2 separate regions of the Sus scrofa genome follow, and region 1 is linked to region 2. Evidence: chromatin contacts called from public HiChIP or PLAC-seq data. All regions are on one chromosome and are shown on one strand. Each heading gives the region's core, a stretch centred on a gene start, on an enhancer-like site or on the middle of the called end of the contact. The rest is flanking DNA. Distances are from core to core; before and after follow the strand shown. Region 1 has its middle 75 kb from the start of MMD. Region 2 overlaps HLF (hepatic leukemia factor).

Region 1 (7,504 bases), core at 1,619-4,118, 190 kb after region 2:
AAACTTGCTAAAACTGACTCTGAAAGGAGAACCACATAGGGTTTAGTCCATGTTAAGTGAAACGGAGAGGTATGAAGCAGCTCTGCTATATTGAGTGGAGCTTCCACATCGGCTCCAGGTTCTCTGGGCATCAGTGAGGACCTGTAATCATGATGGTTGGTCCGGTCTGGCTACCTCTCTTCTTGCATTGTCTCCTTCTGCTATTCTCCTGTGGTGTCCCAGAGTATTTTGTTCAAGGCTATTGTTTTGGGTTCACTATCTTGTTACTATCTGCAGAGCGTATTTTTTTTTGGCCACACCCATGGCATGTGGAAGTTCTCAGGCCAGGGATTAAACCCAACCACAGCAGTGAAATACCAGATCATTAACCCACTAGGCACCAGGGAACTGCTGCAGAGTATTTTTGTCTTAGTGTCTACCATAGCTCAAAGGTCATTTCAAATCCAGCCTTGTGCAGGTTTTGCTTCCCTCGAATGTGTTCAGTGAAATGCTGGCTACCTGGTTTGTTAAATTAACCCAGGGGGTGGCTGCTTTATTCCTATTTCAGACCAACATTTCCAAAGCAATTTTTCTTTCTTACCTGATAGTTAAAGAACTTTCCTCTTGTGCCCTCTAGTGGCCAAAGCAGAGATTGCTAAATAAAGAAAAAAACAAACAAAAAACCCGGGCCAGCTGGAGGGCTCTTCTCTAATCAATGGGAAAGGGTGTCAGAGGTAATAATAACAAGCCACCTTTCAGATCACCCCCTTGAGGAAGTCAGGATGTGGAATGGGGAATCAGGAATTCATTCATTTGCAAACACGTATTGTGCACTTAGCATGGTGGCGGTCTGCTCGGTTCTTTGGAGCTTGAAGCTGCGCTGCATGCCCTGGCTAGGTGGAGGGCACTCGTGAAGAGGGGGAGCATCAGGTGCATCTTAGGAATAGGAACGTGAGGCTCTGAGAGACAATGGATTCCAATTAGCTCATTCTTATTCCCTTCTTCCACTTCTCTTTTCTCCTACTTGAAATATAAATCAAATATCTACATAGATATGTGCTATGTGCAGTTGTAACCATGCAGGACCCTGTGAGGCCTTCCCAGAGTGGATCTCCCACTCATGCCTTCTACCTTCCTTTTTATCTACAGAAAAACTTGAGTCAAGAACCAATTTAATCAGAGAAGTGAAAAAAATACAGAGAAAAAAGAAAACAATCATTCATTCATTCAACAGTCAAGGACTATACATAATATGCTGAGCCATGTCCCTGAAGTGGTTTTTCAGGTGCTAAAGCCCCCACTGGGTGGAAGAAGTCAACTGTATGCAGCCCACAAGCATGTAGACCCCAGACCAGTTGGAATCAGAAGGTTGGTGATGCTGATGCCCAGTGACATCCCCATCAATCAGCAAAATGTCCAAGAGCTGATCATGCCCTGCTCCTCACACACCGTAAGACTCCTCACTACCTCCTCCAAGGTGGGGGGCCACAGTCATTGAGGCACTAGCCTGCTGTGTTCCCCTCTTTGCTGGGCAGTTAAAACTGCTTTTTCTGTTTCCTCCACCTCTGTCTCCTGGCTTCTATTTGGCACTGCTGTACAGAGACAGCAGAGATTTCAGCAACACTATGGGGCATTTGAGGCCTAATCAGAGAGATATTCCCTGGGCTCTCAGTTGTGTGCACACTCGCTCACAGTACAGCCATTCTATCTGCTGACCCAGAACATCGGCCAATACAGATAAATATGTGCTGCATGTAGCAGTTGCATTTCTAGGCAACAAGAAGTTATTTCTTAAAACACCAAAATAGTTTTTTGTATTTTAACTATTCTGGATAGGCATTTTTCTCTGATATGACACACTGCCTTGCTTCTTCAATACAATGCAACATTGTATTGAAAGTTTTAGTAGTTTTAATTTTTAATAACTTCAGAGGTTAAACATGTCAGAAACTTACAAAAAAGTCTTTAGAAGTTTAATTATTTTACAGTTGAGGATATTGAGGTTCAGGGAAGTGATTTGCTTAGGGTCAAGCAGATGGTAAATGATAATAATAAGAGTTCAAGCCAAGTTTTGAAGTCTAATCTAGTTCATTTTCATGGCAGATACTGACTAGATAGAGAGGAAGATGAAAGAGGTCTAGATGTCATAGATGCTAGAAAAAGTGAGAATGGCAATCATCCTAAAAACCCTATGCTAGCCATCTATGTTTTCAAAAGTCCCCTTGACCTAAAAATTTGTGCTGAGAGAACATGACTCCACTTCTCTAATCCACTGCCCCTCTTGACTTCCCAGTCTGAATCTACTGAAAGGTTCACCTGGGAGCTTCTGGAAAAATACTGCCATGATTTTTTTCTTTTTTTCTTTTTGCTTTCTAGGGCACCTGCGGCATATGGAAGTTCTCCGGCTAGGGGTTGAATAGGAGCTGCAGCTTCCGGCCTACACCACAGCCACTGCAACACAGGATCCTTAACCCACTGAGTGAGGCCAGGGATTGAACCTGCATCCTCATTGTTACTAGTCAGGTTCATTATGGCTGAGTCACAGTGGGAACTCCCTTCCACGTATTATCACCGAGCAACCTCAAGATATTTTTCCCACTTGTACTAGGTCGAATATACCTCTGTCTAACTTCACATACTTTTAGAAATTCAGAATGGGACTTTATTTGGAAAGAGGGTCTTTGCAGAAGTAATGAGTTAAGATGAGGTCATGGTGGATGCGGGTGGGCCTTAAATCCAGAACTGGTGTCCTTAGAAGGAGGCGATGTGGAGACACAGACACACAGAAAGGAGGAGGCTGCATGGAGATGGGCAGAGATTGGGGTGAGGAAGCTGCCAGCCAGCTAGGGCTGAGCATGTCTGGCAGCCACCCGAAACCAGGAGAGAGGCTCGGGGCAGGTTCCCACAGAGCCTCTAGAAGGAACTGAACCTGCTGACACCCTGATTCCAGGCTTCGAGTCTCCACAACTGTCAGAGAATACATTTCTGTTGCCTTAAGTGACCCAGTTTGTGGTAGTTCATTACAGTAGGAACAGATACACCCGCTCTCTAATGCTTTGAAAAAACCAGGCTTGGCTTGGAGCGCACTGAGAGGGAGACAAAGTTCACTTTGGACAGACCTCCCTCCGCTTCTTTTTGGTACTTGCACCTCTAGCTCTGGTTTGGTTGCTTGCTCTTTAAGCTCAGGTAAAGTCTCCATGGAGAAAATGCCAGAGAGGAAAGAAAATTCCTGTAGGTGTTTTTTTTTTTTTTTTTGTTGTTGTTTTGTTTTTCTTCTTTTTAGGGCATCACACGTGGCATAGGGAAGTTCCCAGGCTAGGGGTTGAATCAGAGCTGTAGCTGCCGGCCTATGCCACAGCCACAGCAATGCAGGATCTGAGCTGCATCTGTGACCTACACCACCTTACCCCACTGAGCGAGGCCAGGGATCAAACCTGCATTCTCATGGATACTAGTCGGATTCATTTCTACTGCACCACAATGGGAACTTCCCCTGTATGTGAAATTTGCTTTCAGAGCTTCCAGTGTGGCTTATCGAGTTAAGGACCTGATGTTTCTGTGAAGATGAGGGTTTGATCCCTGGCCTTGCTCAGTGAGTTAAGGATCTGGCATTGCCAAAAGCTGCAGTGTAGGTGGCAGATGTGGCTCAGATCCAACATTGCTGTGGCTGTGGTGTAGGCTGGCAGCTGCAGCACCAATTTGACCCCTAGCCTGGGAACTTCCATATGCCACAGGGGCAGCCATAAATAGAAGAAAAAAAATTGCTTCCACTAAAAAAATAAACACACAAGACCTTCAGTTAAAAATCAAAACTGGTTGACAGCCCCTGATGTAGCCTTTTATCTTCCCAGGGAAATTCCTCGGAAGGTGCAGAAAAATAGAAAGATCTATGAAATAAATAAAAAAGCGGTGTAGCAGGGGATGATATTTTAAAGAGGCTAAGGTATTGCTTCTCCCTTCTCCCCATCCCTAGAATTATTTGAACTCATTTCTTTTCACCTTCATCATCCAGGATTTCAGTGAATCTCGGGAAGGATACATCCTGGAAGAGTCACATTCATTATTCTTGAGCTTCTTTGTAGACGTCTGTAAATTTATACCAAAGTCTGTAGGCGGAGAGCCAGGTGTTGCAGGTAGAACAAAGGCCACTTTTAAAATGATAAAATATCAGCTTTGTGTATCGAGAGACCACAAACATGGATTTATATCATAGGCCAAAGTGGAGGAAAGAGAAAGTGAAGAAAGTGAGCAGCTTTCCTATCTAAGTCAGTCAGGTGGAGAGGGAGATTTCAGGGGCAGGTAGCAAGAGCCCTTCCCTTCCCCCACACCACCTATTGGTGGAGAGACTGTAGAATTACTCCACGGCAGAAAGGCTTGGGATTTAATTCCACAGTATGTCTCTGGGAGAGTGTCAGATGCTTGGAGAGGCCCTATGCCCTATGTGACAGTGAGTGGCAGTGTGCAGGAATAGTGGAGAGCAATTTCCAAGAAAAGTGGCTAATTATTTAAGCTGGGGCTACTTTACAATTGAAGGCATATCAAGATGGTCAAGGAAAATAGCCAAGAGTTTCCAGGACATCCGAATGGGATTAAGATGTAAGAGTTGAGAGACGTCTGATTTAAAAGGGCTTATAGTTCTACCAAAGGGCACTGGGTGAGCAGATTGATGGCTGAGGGCCTGGAGGCTTCGACATGAGCAGTGATGTGGCTGATGCAGAATCTGATGCGACACGAAGAACAGACTGGACAAGACACAGGGACACTGAAGACAAATGCAAATAGGTACCCCACATGCTCCTTTCCCTAAAGCTGGGTCCTAAGACCCCTGGAATTTAGATGTTTCCCAGAAAGGAGGAGGGAAGAAGGGGCAAGGGGGAATCCAGAACTTGAATGGGTATTTACTTCCCCAAAGATGAAGCTTTAGATAAGAAGTCATTGAGTTGGTTTTTATTGGCGAGGCTGAATTTTCACCATTGGCAGGTATGGGGATTTCAAACTATTTTACTATCAGAGAAATGAAGGAAAATGGGTTTGGTATACTTGAGTCAGGGCTGTAAGTTTTACATAGATTTAAAATAAATTGGAATGACAACATAATACCGGAATTTGAGAGACTCTTACTAATTATCAGGTAGATGGAGCTGGATTTAGCAGTATTTGTACGGTCTTCCATGCAGGGTATAATCAGGACTTAAATTATGGAACAGAGAATGTTTAAGGATAGTTGGGCATTTCTACAACCAACTCCACCATCTGCCCGCCCCTGTATATAGATCCAGGACACATCAAACCTTATTTCTCTCCTATCCTCAGCATTTTCAATCCAAGAGAAGTGAGTAGAGAAGAAGGGTGTTTTGGTGATGGTGATGCCTTATGTCATGGGCAATTCCTCACCAGTTAATGACAAAGGTGCACAATGTGATGGTTTGACATAAATGTCAATTATATCTCAATAAAACTGGAGAAAATAAAATAAAATAATAAAAACAGAGAGAGAGAAAAAAGCAGAAGTGTGAGAAAAGGCACAGTGGGAAGGAGAATATTCCATCTCTATAACAAAGATGTACTAGATTAATGAAGGGTCAGATCACAGAGGGCTTGGTGAGCTACCCTGAGAGAGTTTGTATTTTATCCTAATTGCCGCAAGAAGCTATCAGAGATTTAGATAGAGTAGTGACACTGAGCACACTTACTCTTGGAGAAATTCTCTATGGCTGATCTTCAGGAGTTGAGTTATAGCGAGACAGGAGTGGGAGAAGAGGGATCGGAGGGGGGTTGTTGCCATGTTGTGGGTGAGGTGTGGTGGCAGCGGGGACTGGAGTCTTGGTGGAGATGCTAAGAAGTGGCTTGGATTTGAAAAATATATGTTGCACTTGCTGAGCATGGGATGTAAGTGATGAGAGAAGGAGGCATTTGGCCTTAGTGATGAGGTATATATGGATACCATATATGGGGTTTCCACTTGGTGATATGCACACGCCTGGTTTGGGGGTGAATCAAGAGTTCTCCTTAGGATTGGATAAATTTGAGGTGCTGAGGAGTAGCTGGATGTCTGGGTCTGCATCTCAGTACAAAGGTCTGGGTTGTAGGTACAGATTTTTGAGTTAGCAATCTACAGGGACTGTTCATAGTGACAAAACTGGAGGAGATGACATTGGGAGGCAGTGCAGATAGGGAAGAGACGAAGGCTAAGGACAGGGTCCAGAGTATTCCAACACTGAGAGAGCCATCTGGGAAGAAGGAGCCGACAAGTGAAACAGAGGCACAGCCAGTGAGGTGAGAATGAAGCCAAGGGAGCACGGTGTCTGGGAAATCCAGGGAAAGTGGGTGCAAAAAGGAAGTAGCCAAGGAAGTCAAAGTGATTGGGCAATATGAGAACAGGGAATTGACCATTGTTTCCAAGACTTGATAAAAACCCAAGTTTTTCCTGGAGGATGGGTATAAGGAAAGAAATCTCAAAAAGTAGGTTGAGAAAAGAAGGTAAGAAAGTAGATGCCCCGAGTATAGATGATTTTGAGGAGTTGGGTTGTGAAAGATTGCAGAGAAAGGGAAGTAGCTGGAGGCCAGTGTGGGAGTGAAGGGTTAAAACAAAGTTTTTTTATATGAGTGATATTAAAGCATCTATGTGAACCAATGGGAATTATCCAGTTGTGAAGGGGCAACCCAAGAGAGAAGGGAAAATTATAGGAGCAAGTTCCTTGAGTGGGGATGAGATCCAGAGTAAACATGGAAAAAATGGTCCAGCGAGGGGCCGGGGCAATTCTTCCATCGTTTCAAGAGAGAAGAAAAATGGGTTTTGAGTGGCTTTAGTGGTAGGAAGATGAGGTTAGTGTCATTTGATTCCTGAGCTCTGTTTTGCTTTGTTTTTTACTCAGGAATGAGTGAAAGTCATTAGCAGAGATTGTGTAAGGGACATGTGGTTGAAAATCAGGAGAAGTTTTGAAATATTTATGTTGGAGAAAGAGAAAACAAATATCCTAGAGAAATAGGGTCGGCGTGCTGGGCAGTGCTGAGTTGAGGTTAGTCATTACGAATTTAAAGTGAGATGTTTGGGAGTTCCCTGGTAACCCATAGGTTAAGGATCTGGCATTGTCACTGCTGCAGCAGGGGTGTGATCCCTGGCCCCAGAACTTCTGTATGCCAAAAAAAACCATGAACTTTAGCTCAAAGTAGGTGGATAATTTGGTTAAGAAGATTGGAGTTTTAAGAGGGTGAAAAAAGAGGGTAGGAAACTTCTAGATCAAACTTCTAAGATGGAGGGAGAAGAGGACATAAGAGCGGGTGGAGTGGTGGTAAGTGGTAAGGTCAATGCAGTGGTCCCTAGGTGGTCAAGAGAGGCTTGGAGCAGAGACCTGACCTGAGCCCATCCCCTGGGAGGGGTGGAGGTGGTGGGTGGAGAAGCGCATGACTGACATTGAGATTTAGCAGGGCGTGTTGTTATCAGTGATGAAGCCTGAGAGTGTGGATGGCCGAGGTGGAGTGAAGGGCACAGGCTCTCAGTTGAGTAGTAAAAAATTTCCCAGGG
Region 2 (7,429 bases), core at 4,458-6,957:
TGTAACTCTCTCAAACACTTTTTTATTTTATTTTTTTTTTGAATTTTATGACTGCACCTGTGGCACATGGAAAGTTCCCAGGCCAGGGATTGAATCCAAGCACCAGCTGTGACCTACGCCTCAGCTGCGGTGATGCTGGATCCTTAACCCACTGCGCTGGACAGGGGATTGAATCTGTGCCTCAGCAGCGACCTGAGCTGCTGCAGTTAGATTCTTAACCCACTGCACCACAAGGGAACTCTTCCTTTATTCACCCTATAAAATGAAAAAGTGGCAGAGGGTCAGCAGAGAAGAAAAATAAACCTTTCTATAAAAATCAAATGGAAACATGAGGGACTACTCTTTTGGAAGAAAAGTGGGAAAGTACTTTTTACACCAAGGGGCAACTAGAAGTTGATTAATTTAAGAATTGGGATTAACCTGTTACAACTTTGTTTTTCAACCAGGTTAGAGAAGTGGCATTCTTGGCATGGGCTTTGATAGAGTACATTTTGTACTGTTCATATGGGTGTGGTGGGATTAACCTTTTAAAGGTACAGCAGTCCTGTCTTAAGGATAACAAAGCACATCAGCATCAAAGCTGGCAGGATAGGCGTTCCTGTTGGCTCAGTGGGTTAAGGAGCTGGTGTTGTTTCTGCTGTGTCGCGGATTCAGTCCCTGGCCAGGGAACTTCCACATGCCTCAAGCATTCCCAAAAGAACCAAAAACAAACAGGGGAGTTCCCGTTGTGGCACAGTGGTTAACGAATCCAACTAGGAACCATGGGGTTGCGGGTTCGATCCCTGGCCTCGCTCAGTGGGTTAAGGATCCCGCGTTGCCATGAGCTGTGGTGTGGGTCACAGATTTGGCTCGTTGCTGTGGCTCTGGTGTAGGCCGGTGGCTACAGCTCCGATTCGACCCCTAGCCTGGGAACCTCCATATGCTGCAGGAACGGCTCAAGAAAAGGCAAAAAGACAAAAACAAAAACAAAAACAAAATTAGGCAAGATGTTCCCTCTTGAGAGGGATATTTGATTCCAGCTGAAGCTCCCTCCACATGTTTTTACATCCAACCAAATATTTCTGAGCTTTTATAATGAGTGGGCACAGTGCTCCTAGGTTTAAATGTGATAAATTCAAATGAAGTCACAGCAATAACCACTGTGTGTTAAAGCCCGGATGCTGCTAAGCCCTTAATGTAAGAGGCTGTGGAAATCAACTCATATTAGAAATGAAATTGGTTCCTTGAATTGAGTCTGCTCCCAAGAGGATTGGATGTTGTGGATACGTTGCCAAAGCATGTTTTCTCTTTTCATCGTAGGCCTTCCATTCTGATTACAAGCTGCTTAAAAATAAATGTTGGCCTATCTCAGTGGCCAAAAACCATGGAGAGTAGGATGAAATCATTTTAAGACAGAAATAACAAACTTTGAGAAAGACATTCGGAGAAACATGGTCCTAATAACATCCCTACACGGTTGTTAGACACTAAACTAAATTGGATTTGCTGTCAGAGGTCACCTGCGAAGCCGTGACACCCTGGTCCAGTCACCTAAATTCTGAGCCCTTTTTCTCAACTACAACACAACAGCCTATTTCATATGATCATTGTGAGGGTTAAATTACATTAAATGGGCTAATCAGGGAACAGACCTGAGACTGTGCCTGCTGGAGCTGTCACTCAGTAAATTTTAACTCAGAGTAAGAATCTGCTATTTAAATATCACTTTCTAGGAGTTCCTGTTTTGGTTCAGTGGTAACGAACCTGACCAGTAACCATGAGGATGCTGGTTTGATCCCTGGCCTCGCTCAATGGGCTGAGGCTCCAGGGTTGCCATGAGGTGTGGTGTAGGTTGCCGAAGTGGCTCAGATTTGGTGTTGCCTTGGCTGGGAACTTCCATATGCTGCAGGTGCGGCCCTAAAATAAAATACACATCACTTTCTAGAATGTACTTGGAGTTCATATTTTTGGAATCTCACTTTTAGGTTTCTGAGTTGCTGGGCTGAGTCTTTGCAAGCCCTATGATGCTTCTTTTGGTATCTGTATAGTCTCAGCTGTGCTGTTAATTATCTTAAGCAAGTTGTCAACTTCTCTGGGCTTCATTTTTTCATATGTAAGATGGGAATAGTCTATGTCTTTCTGACTTACAAATATGTCATAGCTATAAGATAACCAATTAGAAAATCGACCAAACCAAAGTCAAATCAAAGTATAAACTGGGTTAGCATTGTTATTTCCGTTGTGTTTTAGGTGGCGAGAGGGGAACACACATAGCAGTCTCAAGGTAGGCCATTTGTAAAGAGCACACAATTTTGGACCAACCAGTCTAGGTTCTGGACTGGACCTCTGGAGATATCCCTGAATCTCTCAAGCCCTCAGTTTTCTTATCTGTCAAATGTGGGTGCTGTGCTAGCTCTGTGATCCTGTATTCTAAGGCTACTATGAACTGGAAGACTAATATTCAAATTTTGATGCAAAAAATGTAAGTCTTCTTGGGGTGATACTTGGGGTACTGCACTCACACTAGCCAGTGGATTAAAGGTCTGATATTCTGTCACTCATAAAGGATGGTAGAGTTCAGAAACTAAGATTGTTGGCGTTCCCACTGTGGCTCAACAAGTTTAGGTCCCTGCGTAGTCTCTGTGAAGATGCAGGTTTCATCCCTGGCCTTGCTCAGCATGTTAAAGATCTGGTGTTGCCACGAGCGGCGGTGTAGGTTGCAGATGTGGCTCGGATCCGGTGTTGCCATGGCTGTGGCGTAGGCCTCAGCTGTAGCTCCCCTTCAACCCCTAGCCTGGCCACAGGTGTGGCCATAAAAAGGAAACAAACAAGGAGTTCCCGTCGTGGCTCAGTGATTAACGAATCCGACTAGGAACCATGAGGTTTCGGTTCGATCCTTGGCCTTGCTCAGTGGGTTAAGGATCTGGTGTTGCCATGAGCTGTGGTGTAGGTTGCAGATGAGGCTCGGATCCTGAGTTGCTGTGGCTCTGGTGTAGGCCGGTGGCTAAAGCTCTGATTCAACCCCTAGCCTGGGAACGTCCATATGTCACAGTAGTGGCCGTAGAAAAGGCAAAAAGACCAAAAAAAAAAAAAAAAAAAGGAAACAAAAAACTAAGACTGAAAAGCAAAAGACATTTGACACCTTTGCGAGGTTGTGGGGGCAGGAGGGAGGGGAAGGCAATAGTATTAAAGCTGGTTGCTTCCTTAAAAAGTGGTCTTCATTCTGAATGGGAACTGCTGGCTTCTTTCTGGTGTTCAGCCTTCCAGAGTAACCCTGAAAGCAAGTTATCTGGCTGGAATCATTGCTCCAAGGGTTAGATTTTTCTAAAAGCGTGTTTTATTAGCCAGACAATAAAATTTCTATAAAAGCAAAAAAGGAAAACCCCAAGGCCCTGCACTGGCTTTGATGCAGCTTTTCTAGAAGGGCAGTGGCCAGCTATGTTCTCGGTTTGCACCTCTGGGTGGCTGGATTCCGGTTTGAAGGAGCTCTCCGTGCTGTAGGTTTCACCTCAGCCAGTTTCAGTGGATTAGTAGGTGCCTGGAATGTCATTTCAGAGACCGAAACGTGGTCTGGGCTCAGTGGAAAGAGTTCTGTGATTGATGAGGAATGTCTGCCCTGGGCTTAGTTGGGACCGTTATTTGTGCCAGGTATTTGCTGTCCTGACAGAGCAGGTTGAGAAGATCCTTCAGGACAGTGGCCCTCCAGTGGGCAAAAGATCAAAGAGTCAGGCCAGTGCTGTTTCCGGTGTCCTGGAAAAGTGTTTTTCCAAGCCCCTGGCATGCACTCTTTTGCTCTCAGTGGGAGACGCAGCCTGGTCGGCTTCCCAGATGGAGGGAGGGAAGTCCGTTGATTCTGCACCGTGGTCCCAGGACAGGAGTTATGAGGTCGAGGGAAGCGGTGATGCCAACAGTCCCTGTCAGGTGCCTGCGGATACTCCAGTGGAGCACATCCTAGGGGTGCTTGCTACTCAACAGAGGCAGCCACAAACCACAGAGCCTGGCAAGCTGTGTGGCCAGTGATCATGCTGCGGACTCCCTGGAAACCCGGCCTTGAAAGGACCAGGAGTCTGGGCCCTCGTACTTCACACACTGATGCCTGACATTTAAAACACAAGTTCTGTCACTTTCCTTAAGAGGGCATTGAAGAATTTACTCGTCTACTTAAAATTGGGGATGACCCTCAGTTATCCATGCAAGTCATTCTGAAGCTTATTTCTCTTCGGTTTTGGAATGTGCTTTTTTATGTTTTTGTACTGTCGATCTGCTTTCCTAGTGATGTTTGAACTCTGCGGATTTTTCTTTCTGTAAAGCACCCTTGAGGGGGAGTGTCGTACTTTTCACAGCTGTCCCAGTATGTGTCCCCTAGCTAGCCAGGTGGCTTGGAGACCTCCTAGTCCCCTAACTTTAAATCCATGAACGACACCAGTGGATTAATAATAGTTGCCATTTGTTGGGCACTTACTGTGTGCTCCCAGGCACCTGGGTCGCTATGACAAGGGGTAGGTTGCAGGAGGGGTTGGAGCAGTGGGTGAAGTGGGCTCAAGGTTAAACATTGTCAATGGAAAGTCTAGCAAAGAGTTCCCTGAGAGTGGACCTACCATCCCCTGCTACTGCAGTTTCCTGCTGTTTCCAGTGACTGCACTTGAGCTGTGCACACGATTAACTCAAATATCCTGAGGCTGATTAACCGGTTTGCAGATTAACCAAGGTGAAGGCTCACCTGGGCCTGGGAGGTGCTCATCAACTCAGCTGCCCGTAATTAGCTGGCTATGGCTGATTGCATACCCCATGGTCAAGGACCCTGAGGGCTGGGCTGCTGCTGCGCTGGGGGGCGGGGGGGGGGGGGAAGAGCAGTGTCTTCTAGGACCTTCCACTCCCTTCAGCCAGAGGAGCCCGCTGGCTCTTAAACTCCTGCAGTCTCCAGCCCAGTCCCTGAGAGGTTCAGAAGCTCCTGGCGACCTGGCACTCGGCCTCTGCCCCCCCCCCGCCCCCGTACCTTCCAGCCCTAACACTCTCCAGATTGGGAAGATCCAGACGGCTGGAGAGCACCGTAACTTGGAAAGTCTGGGGATGATGGGATCTAATATGTTGAAAGGGGCCCAGAGAGCAGAGCTACTAGTCCCCACTTTCCTCCTCAGCCTATGACCGCACCCCCTCCACTTTGCTGCCCCAAAGATGTAAATGGACAGGCTTGAGACCCTGAGCAGTGACCCCCTCCTGGTGTCAGAGGAGGCCAAGGCCACAGTTGTGATAGAGTGGGAGCTGCCCACGAATGCAAGCTCTTGGAATTATGTCTGTTTGCCACACCTTCCACCAGACCAGAGTACCCACAGTTTAACCCAGGAGCCAAATTCCTGCCCTACTTGGGGTGATCTGTACCGTGGGTCAGCTCCAAATCTTGAGAAGGTGTCCCTGGAGGACTTGCGCCTGTGACCTGTGAAGAAAGAACGAGCCTTGGCACAGGATGGTGTTTGTCTTTGTGTCTTAATCAGTGTTCACCTGCGCCCTGACCCGCCTTCCACCTCTGACCCTGTGTTCCTTCAGCACCTGCCGGGCCTGGATGCCTTTCCTCAGTACAACCAAGTTTGCCGACACCTGCGGTCCCTTCTCAGCCAGGGCCATGGGTTTCCTTGGGTCCTTCTCGTTGGCTCATGTTTCCCCAGGGCTGCTGGTGTGTACAGTCTAGAGATCACATTTTATTAACACAAAGAAATCTGCTTGGGCTGCCTGGCTCGCGCCGTCACATGGAGAGAAATGTGCTCCTTTGCTTCGCCAGCCTGCAGCGCTCTGTGCAGAATACAGCCGAGAGCTGGGCACCGGGCCAAGCTTACATTTCACTTTGGAACACACTTTCGCATCACTCCTTGGCAGAACATCCACGGCGGTGTCTATTTGGGGAGTAAGTTAGCGAAGTGTTATTTCCCTCTTATGAGTGTCGAGAGATGGGACCTTTAAAAAAAAAATGCTTGACTTTTCTCCGCATTTATTGTCTTCAAGGTGCCCAGGGAGTCAGGGGATCTTCTGAGTGTGGCAGCAGCACCAGAGAGAAGCCCTCCCCCACCCCCAGGCTCCCTGTTTCCTAAATCAGTAAACACAGCCAGGACTGCCTGGGACAGAGAAACTTAGGCCAAGGTAATAACATCAAAACCAAAGTCCTGGAACCCTTGAGTAAACTAGTTACCCTCCCAGATAAAACAACTTTGTTGTCCAAATCTTCCTTTCCAGAGATCTAAGACTTTTCAAATGCTGGTCCAAGGCCAAGCATTGAAGGAAAGAACTTCACCAAGCCTCCTGGAATGGCAAACACTGTTAAAATAAACAAAGGAACCTCTTCCATTCAGTTTTCCCTTACTGGTCTATTTTTATTTCCTTTTTTTTTTTTTTTTTTTTCTCCCTTGTACTTTACCATTTTGTAATACTCTCCCTTCTCCACCTCTGCTCCCATCTCCATCTCACTCAGGAGCCAAACTGATCATTTTGCCTTTAATAACACAAATATCTAATTTCAAAAAGAGGAATTGGGTGTTCCTGAATATAATCAGTTCTTACAGGTGGATGCCTTAAGCCTGACTTGGTTTTGAAAGGAAATTTGGTTCTGAAATTTTAAAACCTTTTTGGGAAAGATTGGAATAGTTAGAAAACAAAGATTTTTTTGGAATAATGCTGACTCCTCTTTTCTCAATGACATAGATCCATCTTGAAGCACAAAAATTGAAAACAAACTCTTCCTCATTGTGCCAACCTATAAATTCCATGGGGATTTCCCAAGTGCCAAGCCTTGTTCTGACCTAGTGTTCACTGCTTTGGGATATTGCTTTTGCCATCAGTCCCATCCAGCCAAGCGACAACTTATCAAGATTTAAAGAAATTTTTCTCAGCAAGATGCATTTGCCAGTTTCTGCTTCATAGGACGCGCCACCCACAGGAAACCTTCCCTCCCCCGTTGAGAAGGATGCCCAGAACTGTGGGGGGACCAGGTTGCAGTCTCCTGCTAGTCACCTGGTGAAGCTTTTGCTTACTCTGCAGAAGGGAGGTGGCAGAAACCCATTCCACTTGTCTCAGAAACCTGCAGGTGATTAGCTTTAAAAAAAAATGATAAGTTCTGGTAGGGCTGCAGAGGCCTCAGCTCAGTGGGGGGTGGAAAGAGTGCTACTTCACAGAATGAAACTGTTGCAATCACATCCGTCATTTCAGGTGAGGTCAGATAAGGTAATTGGAAAGATAAAAGTCGTCCTGCAGTTTCAGAGAGGTCTCCTGAAAGTGTTGAGAAATGGTTGAAGTTCAGAAGTTTATTTGAAGCTTTGTTCCCCTTCCGCTTATAAACAAGACAGGTATTCTTTAGTCACACTTTTCTTTTTGATGGTCAGAAGTCATGGCCGGCGACTGAGACGGTCTGATCTGCTGGCCGTGGCAGGTTTGTCGTGTGGATCTTCCGCTTTCTGCATTGGTG

Evidence for each region. HiChIP or PLAC-seq counts read pairs in DNA pulled down with a chosen protein or histone mark.
Region 1: an H3K27ac HiChIP or PLAC-seq map of skeletal muscle shows a contact between it and region 2, with 3 times the contacts expected there. The contact joins two enhancer-like sites. A contact is called at or near these places in 3 of 47 Hi-C or Micro-C datasets (embryonic fibroblasts, epiblast stem cells and skeletal muscle) and 1 of 2 datasets of contacts at active chromatin or transcription factors (skeletal muscle).

The regions. Positions count from the first base shown.
Region 1 is chr12:31,794,548-31,802,051 of Sscrofa11.1, forward strand. No RefSeq gene overlaps it. Among named protein-coding and RNA genes, the nearest start is that of MMD, 75 kb to the left of the region's middle. Within about 2 kb of position 2,869, at least 3 of the 83 cell types and tissues checked have an H3K27ac peak or open chromatin away from gene starts, as enhancers often do. A contact at or near this core is called in skeletal muscle, where this site is marked.
Region 2 is chr12:31,604,379-31,611,807 of Sscrofa11.1, forward strand. The region is part of intron 2 of HLF (hepatic leukemia factor); the gene reads left to right. Among named protein-coding and RNA genes, the nearest start is that of HLF, 19 kb to the left of the region's middle. Within about 2 kb of position 5,708, at least 42 of the 83 cell types and tissues checked have an H3K27ac peak or open chromatin away from gene starts, as enhancers often do. A contact at or near this core is called in skeletal muscle, where this site is marked.